Regions from separate parts of the Sus scrofa genome. Here region 1 is linked to region 2. The links are chromatin contacts, called in public Hi-C maps. All regions are on one chromosome and are shown on one strand. The core of a region is the stretch at or near the end of the contact, and the rest is flanking DNA. Distances in the headings are between cores, read along the strand shown.

Region 1 (2,791 bases), core at 59-2,558, 200 kb after region 2:
GCAGAACAGATACTGACTCACAGACTTTGAAAAACTTATGGTTTCCAAATGAGACAGGTTGGAGGGTGGGGGAATGCACTGAGTGTTTGGGATGGAAATGCTGTAAAATTTGGTTGTGATGATTGTTTTACACCTATAAATGTAATAAAATTCATTAAGTAATTAAAAAAAATAAATAGGGAAGTAAAATAATAAATAAAATGTTGTTAGGAAATTTTTAAAAATAATAAAAATAAAAAATAAAATCTTTGTCTAGTATGTCCACAGTTGGGCCTTCCTCAGAAACAGTTTCAATTGGCTTTTTTCCTTGAGTATGGGTCATATTTTCCTGTTTCTTTGTATGTCTTATGATTTGGCTGAAATGTTTACATTTTAAATAATAAGTATGGGGGGAGTTCCCATCCTGGCGCAGTGGTTAACGAATCCGACTAGAAACCATGAGGTTGAAGGTTTGATCCCTGGCCTTGCTCAGTGGGTTAAGGATCTGGTGTTGCTGTGAGCTGTGGTGTAGGCTGCAGACTTGGCTCAGATCCCGAATTACTGGGGCTTTGGCGTAGGCCGGTGGCTGCAGCTCCCATTGAACCCCTAGCCTGGCAACCTCCATATGCCGCAGGAGCGGCCCTAGAAAAGACAAAAAAAAAAAAAGTAAATAATAAGTATGGCAACTCTAGAAATCAGATTCCCTCACTGCCCAGGTTTGTTATTGTTGCTGTTCATTGTTCCTGCTGCTGCTGTTTATTTAGTGATTTTCCCAAACAAACTGTAAAATCTGTATTCTCTGCCATGTGTGGCCACTAAAAACTCTGCTTAGTTAGGTTAGTGGTCAGCTAATGATCGAACAGAGATTTCTTGAAATGCCTTGAACCAATTAGTCTCCCAGCCTTTGATGAGAGGCTTTGTGTGTATGGAGACACACTTTTAATGTTCTGTCAGACAATGTACAACCCTCACTCTCTGCTTCAGCAGAGCCTCAAGTTCAAGGAGAGGTGAGGGATTAGGGCCATCTCAGCTATTTCCTGGCAAGCACCCAGCCCTGACCATGTGTGTGTACTTCTAGATCTCCAAGAATATATTGCAGCTTTTCAAAGCCCTCTATGGATATTTCATTCCCCAGATGTTCTTTTAAATTTTTTTGCTCAGCTTCTTGTTTGTTCCATCTGTTATCACGCCACTGGCTGCTTTGATGTTAAATTATCGCTGCTGATCTTTTTTTTTTTTTCTATATTGACAAATGTCCCCCAGGGTAAGGCTGTTGACACTAACAGAGCTAAGTCAGGTCAAATAAAAACAAACTCTGACAGTGGGGATTTCCAAGTAACTTCCAGCAGGTCAAATAATGACAATGCTCTGCGGACAGGGTATTTTAGGGAGTGCCAAACCCTTCTTCCTCTTCTAGTTGCTTGTTTTCATGGCTGCTATAACTGTAAAACTTGGTTTTCAAGGCTACTGCAGAGCTGAAGAGGAAAATTTTAAATGCCACCAAGCTCCTGTTCTTACTGAGATTCAATTTGCTTTTCTGAAAATAAATGTCCTGGGATTGCTGTACACCTTTGGTTAATTTCTAGAGTACTGAAAAAGTTAATTTTGACTATTTTTGCCAGGATTCTCATTGCTCTTATGCAGGAGTGGATTTTCAAGGGTACTCACTCCACTATTCTGGAATTTCTCTCCCCTCCCACAAAAACTCTTGAACTTAAAAATTTTTAAATATGCAAAAAGAAAAAAAAATTTAATGTGCAGCTGAAACAAAAGATTCCGTAGATTGAGATGGTCTGTGGGCCATCAGATTTGTGGTCTACAGCCCTCTAAAAATATTCATTTATTTGTGCCAAGTTGTTAACACTTGGGGGAGAGCAGTAACAAGATTTCATAGAATGTGGTCCTAAGACTTCCTAAGATATTCTGTTTATGATTTTCTCTCCTCCTGTCTCTTCCCATCTATCAGACCACACACATGTTGGCCCCTGGCAGGGATCAACAACCACCATGGCCATTCCCAGTGGGTCTGGCCACTGCCCCATCACTTTTCAGCCCAGGATTTTTCTCAGGGCCCCTGAGATGGGTAGTGAGGAGGCTGCTCCCTGAGGGAAACACTGTCTAGGGGAGAGGCAGTGGGTACAGAGCTGGGCAGGGTCCAGGACCTGTTCTCAGGCAGTTTCTCATCACTTGATCAGCACACTAACCCCATAACACAGATGGCACAGAAAGGACCACAAAGAAAATGTCTTTTGGATACTACTGACTGTTGACAACAGGACACAACTCCCTGAGTGAATATGTGACCTCGTTAATATTTGAGTGTGTGATCATGGATGTGTGTGTGTGTGTGTGTGTGTGTGAATATGTAATGCTTGAGCATGTGTGTAAATATATGGGTTTCAATATGAATTGTGTGAATGTTCAGTGTGTATAAGTGTATGGCTATATGTGTAAGTAAACATGCTGGCAAGTGTGTATGAATGTACACATGAATGTCCGCACGGACAACTGTGCGGAATAAATGCATGTTAAGGAATGGAATGTGGGTGTGCAAATATAAGTGTTGGGAGTCTGAATGTGTGTGAGGTATACGAATATCTGAGTGCATGTGTATGAGTATGTATTAATTAAATGTGTGTGAATCAATGCGCGCAGGTATATAAGCACGTGTGAGTGCCTGTTTGTGTAAGTATATGTGTATAAATGAATATGCATATATGTGAATGAAATGTGTGTGAATGCTTGATGCATATGTGTGTGGGAGCAGATTTAAGTATGTTTGAGTGTAAAAGTGTGTGGCTGTATTATTGTG
Region 2 (2,737 bases), core at 198-2,697:
TGTTTCGATTATATTTTAAGTTTCCCTCCTCCCTCTTCTCCTCTCCATAATGGAGAAAAAGGAGTTAACTTCTGTTTTACTCAGTCTTTACTCCCTATCCTTTGAGGGCTCTCTTATGAATTCCTTTCTTCTGATCACCCCATTCAACCTGGGCTGGCATTCTTAATAAAACACAGATAAGTGAACTGACCTTTTACAACCTTAGAACAAACAGAAATGTGCCAATGTTTTAAAATCCAAGTTACAGAACAAACAGAAGAAAAAAAACGGGTACAGAGCAGAGGTACAGGTCTGTTAACAAAGTTGGCATTTAAATTATCAACCATAAGGAATAAGAGTAATTTAACATCAAACTTCAGAGTGAAAAATCTGTTCAGATCTTCAATCCAACAGCTCACAGCAAACAATATTAATGCACATGAGCTTTAGAATCAGGTCAAACTATTAAAAAACCTCTTTCGCTTTAGCATTTATCTCTTAGAATATTATTTATAAAGCTGACACACACACACAAAAATTAAGATATAGACCAAGTTTTCTACTCATGACTCCAGATAAAATGGGGAAGTGGTAGTTGTAATGCATAAACTGGATCAGCCTCTTATTGAATTGTATCTCAGGGACTTTCTCTGCTGATCTGGAGACATGAATTTAGAACCAAGATATGTGCATACTGCCTTACAATTCAGAAAATTGCCAAGTCTTTGGGAAAACTATACTGCAAACAAGTAGCTGAGTAATAGGAACCTCTTTTTTTTTTTTTTTAATGTGAGAAATATTTCAGATGGCTTTAATCCAAATTCTCATTTGTTATGCATGCCTGACATCTTCAAATTTAACCCAAGCTTTTCCCAAGCTGTACAAGGCAAATAAAACTCTTCTGTTCATTGAAGGAAACACTTATTTTTGGATAACTATTTAGCCTGTAAGAGTAATAACGACATTACTCTGCAATGAAGCAGCCCATCATACAGGAGAGTGGGGACACTCCAGTATGATCTGAGCATGCCCACATAGCCAAAGAACACTCTGTGCATTCTGCTTAAATAGCTCTGGATAAAATGAACAAATAGGAAACACATAATATGCTTTGCAATATTATTGCAACCTCACACAAGTCAGTCCAAAAATAGCAAATGCCGGTGGCTGAGCTCTACTGCTGAAAAATTCTAAGTTTGAGCAGCTCAAAGCATTTCCTGTGTCTGTCTATTCAACCAGCCCCCACTTAAAGCTGTAGAATTATAGGATTAAGTAAGAGATTTAAAAAAAAGACAGATACACACACATATACAACATACGGTTTCCGAAGAGAGTGAGGGTTCCATGCTTGTGAGGGAGAAGGAGGAGGAATATGCCGAATAAGCCTCGGGTTTCTCCCAGATTTGAACATGCTGTACTGTGGCAGGAGGTCAGCAGAGACTGGCTCCAGCCCTGTGAGGCTGAATTCTACCCTGACAAAGCAGTATCACTGTAATATGAAGCAAGAGGATCCAGGGCATGTTGGCTGCTATACAGAGTGGCTATTCTAGAAAGTAATGGCAATTCTAAAACAAGAGATCTATGCTGTCACATGAGATAATCTTCAGTCCAGTTAAGCAATAAGTACAAAAAAAACTTTGAATCCCAAACACAGGTCGTTCAAAATATTAGGAAGAAACTTTTCTCCTCAAATCTATTGTGTGTCTAGAAGAAATGAAAAGGAAGTAGGAAAGCTGAAGAACTATTGTTAATTGGTTCTGTATCACAAATAATATACTGATTGTAATCTAAGATGAAGCATAGTCTTTTGGATACTGTGACCTATATGAGGGAGAAGCAAGAATATTCTACAAAAGTAGTTTTGGGAATGGATATATGCCAGAACTGAAGATATGGTTTAAAAACACACACACACACACACCCAAAAACCAAAAAAAATCTCATTTCTCACATACTCCCAAAAAGCAGAGGCTGCCACAAACTTAACGTATATTAATTACTGTTTCTTTTTAGGTCACCAATATACAGCAATAGTGCTAGAAATTCTTCTCTGAAATAAGGGAAACACTAAAAAAGATCTTAAATAGGAAAAGGAGCCAGAAGGTAGAATTTGTCAGGAGAAATCACAGGGCAATGTAAATAATTCTTTACATCTTGGTCTCCCTTACATTATGAAAGTTTACTCTAGACCAAAAATGACCCAATCCTTTTATCATTCTCAAAAAGACAAATCTATGGTGAAAAGAATGAATTATGGATTAGTGGTAGGATTAGGTGTGACTACACAAAAGTGACAGAACTAATTAGAGCTCTAACTGTGCTGGAGGCTATATGAATCTATGGGAATGAAAAACTCCATGGAACTGTATGCATGCCTAAAAAGTCAGTTTTACAGTATTAGAGAAAAAAGAAATAAAGGATATAAAAGAAAGGTTTTTCACTTACAAGATGCATTATAAAATTTTAATTTTATAACTAGTAGTTTACTAATTTCAGCTTTAAAAAGGAGATTATATAATATGATTATTTATAGATTTTCAAGTTTCTAATAGTTTTTTGGGATCTCTATTTGTACCCAAACACGTAAAATATAATCTTACAACTTCTAACACAATTTCCTCATTATTTAAGAATCTTAAAGATATAGCCCAGCATCTTATTTTTATGTCTCAGAAACAAAAATATCACCAAATAGAAAAAAAAAATTACTAAGTAGTTTCAAATAGATAGTTTTAAATACTATAAAACAGACATACAG

The links. Hi-C and Micro-C count contacts between places; a contact is called where the count stands out from the background.
Region 1: a Hi-C map of liver shows a contact between it and region 2, with 4 times the contacts expected there. The contact joins two enhancer-like sites. A contact is called at or near these places in 2 of 47 Hi-C or Micro-C datasets (embryonic fibroblasts and liver).

What each region holds. Positions count from the first base shown.
Region 1 is chr13:69,318,328-69,321,118 of Sscrofa11.1, forward strand. No RefSeq gene overlaps it. Among named protein-coding and RNA genes, the nearest start is that of TRH, 44 kb to the right of the region's middle. Within about 2 kb of position 1,309, at least 7 of the 83 cell types and tissues checked have an H3K27ac peak or open chromatin away from gene starts, as enhancers often do. A contact at or near this core is called in liver, where this site is marked.
Region 2 is chr13:69,117,519-69,120,255 of Sscrofa11.1, forward strand. The region is part of intron 1 of TMCC1 (transmembrane and coiled-coil domain family 1); the gene reads right to left. Among named protein-coding and RNA genes, the nearest start is that of TMCC1, 100 kb to the right of the region's middle. Within about 2 kb of position 1,448, at least 33 of the 83 cell types and tissues checked have an H3K27ac peak or open chromatin away from gene starts, as enhancers often do. A contact at or near this core is called in liver, where this site is marked.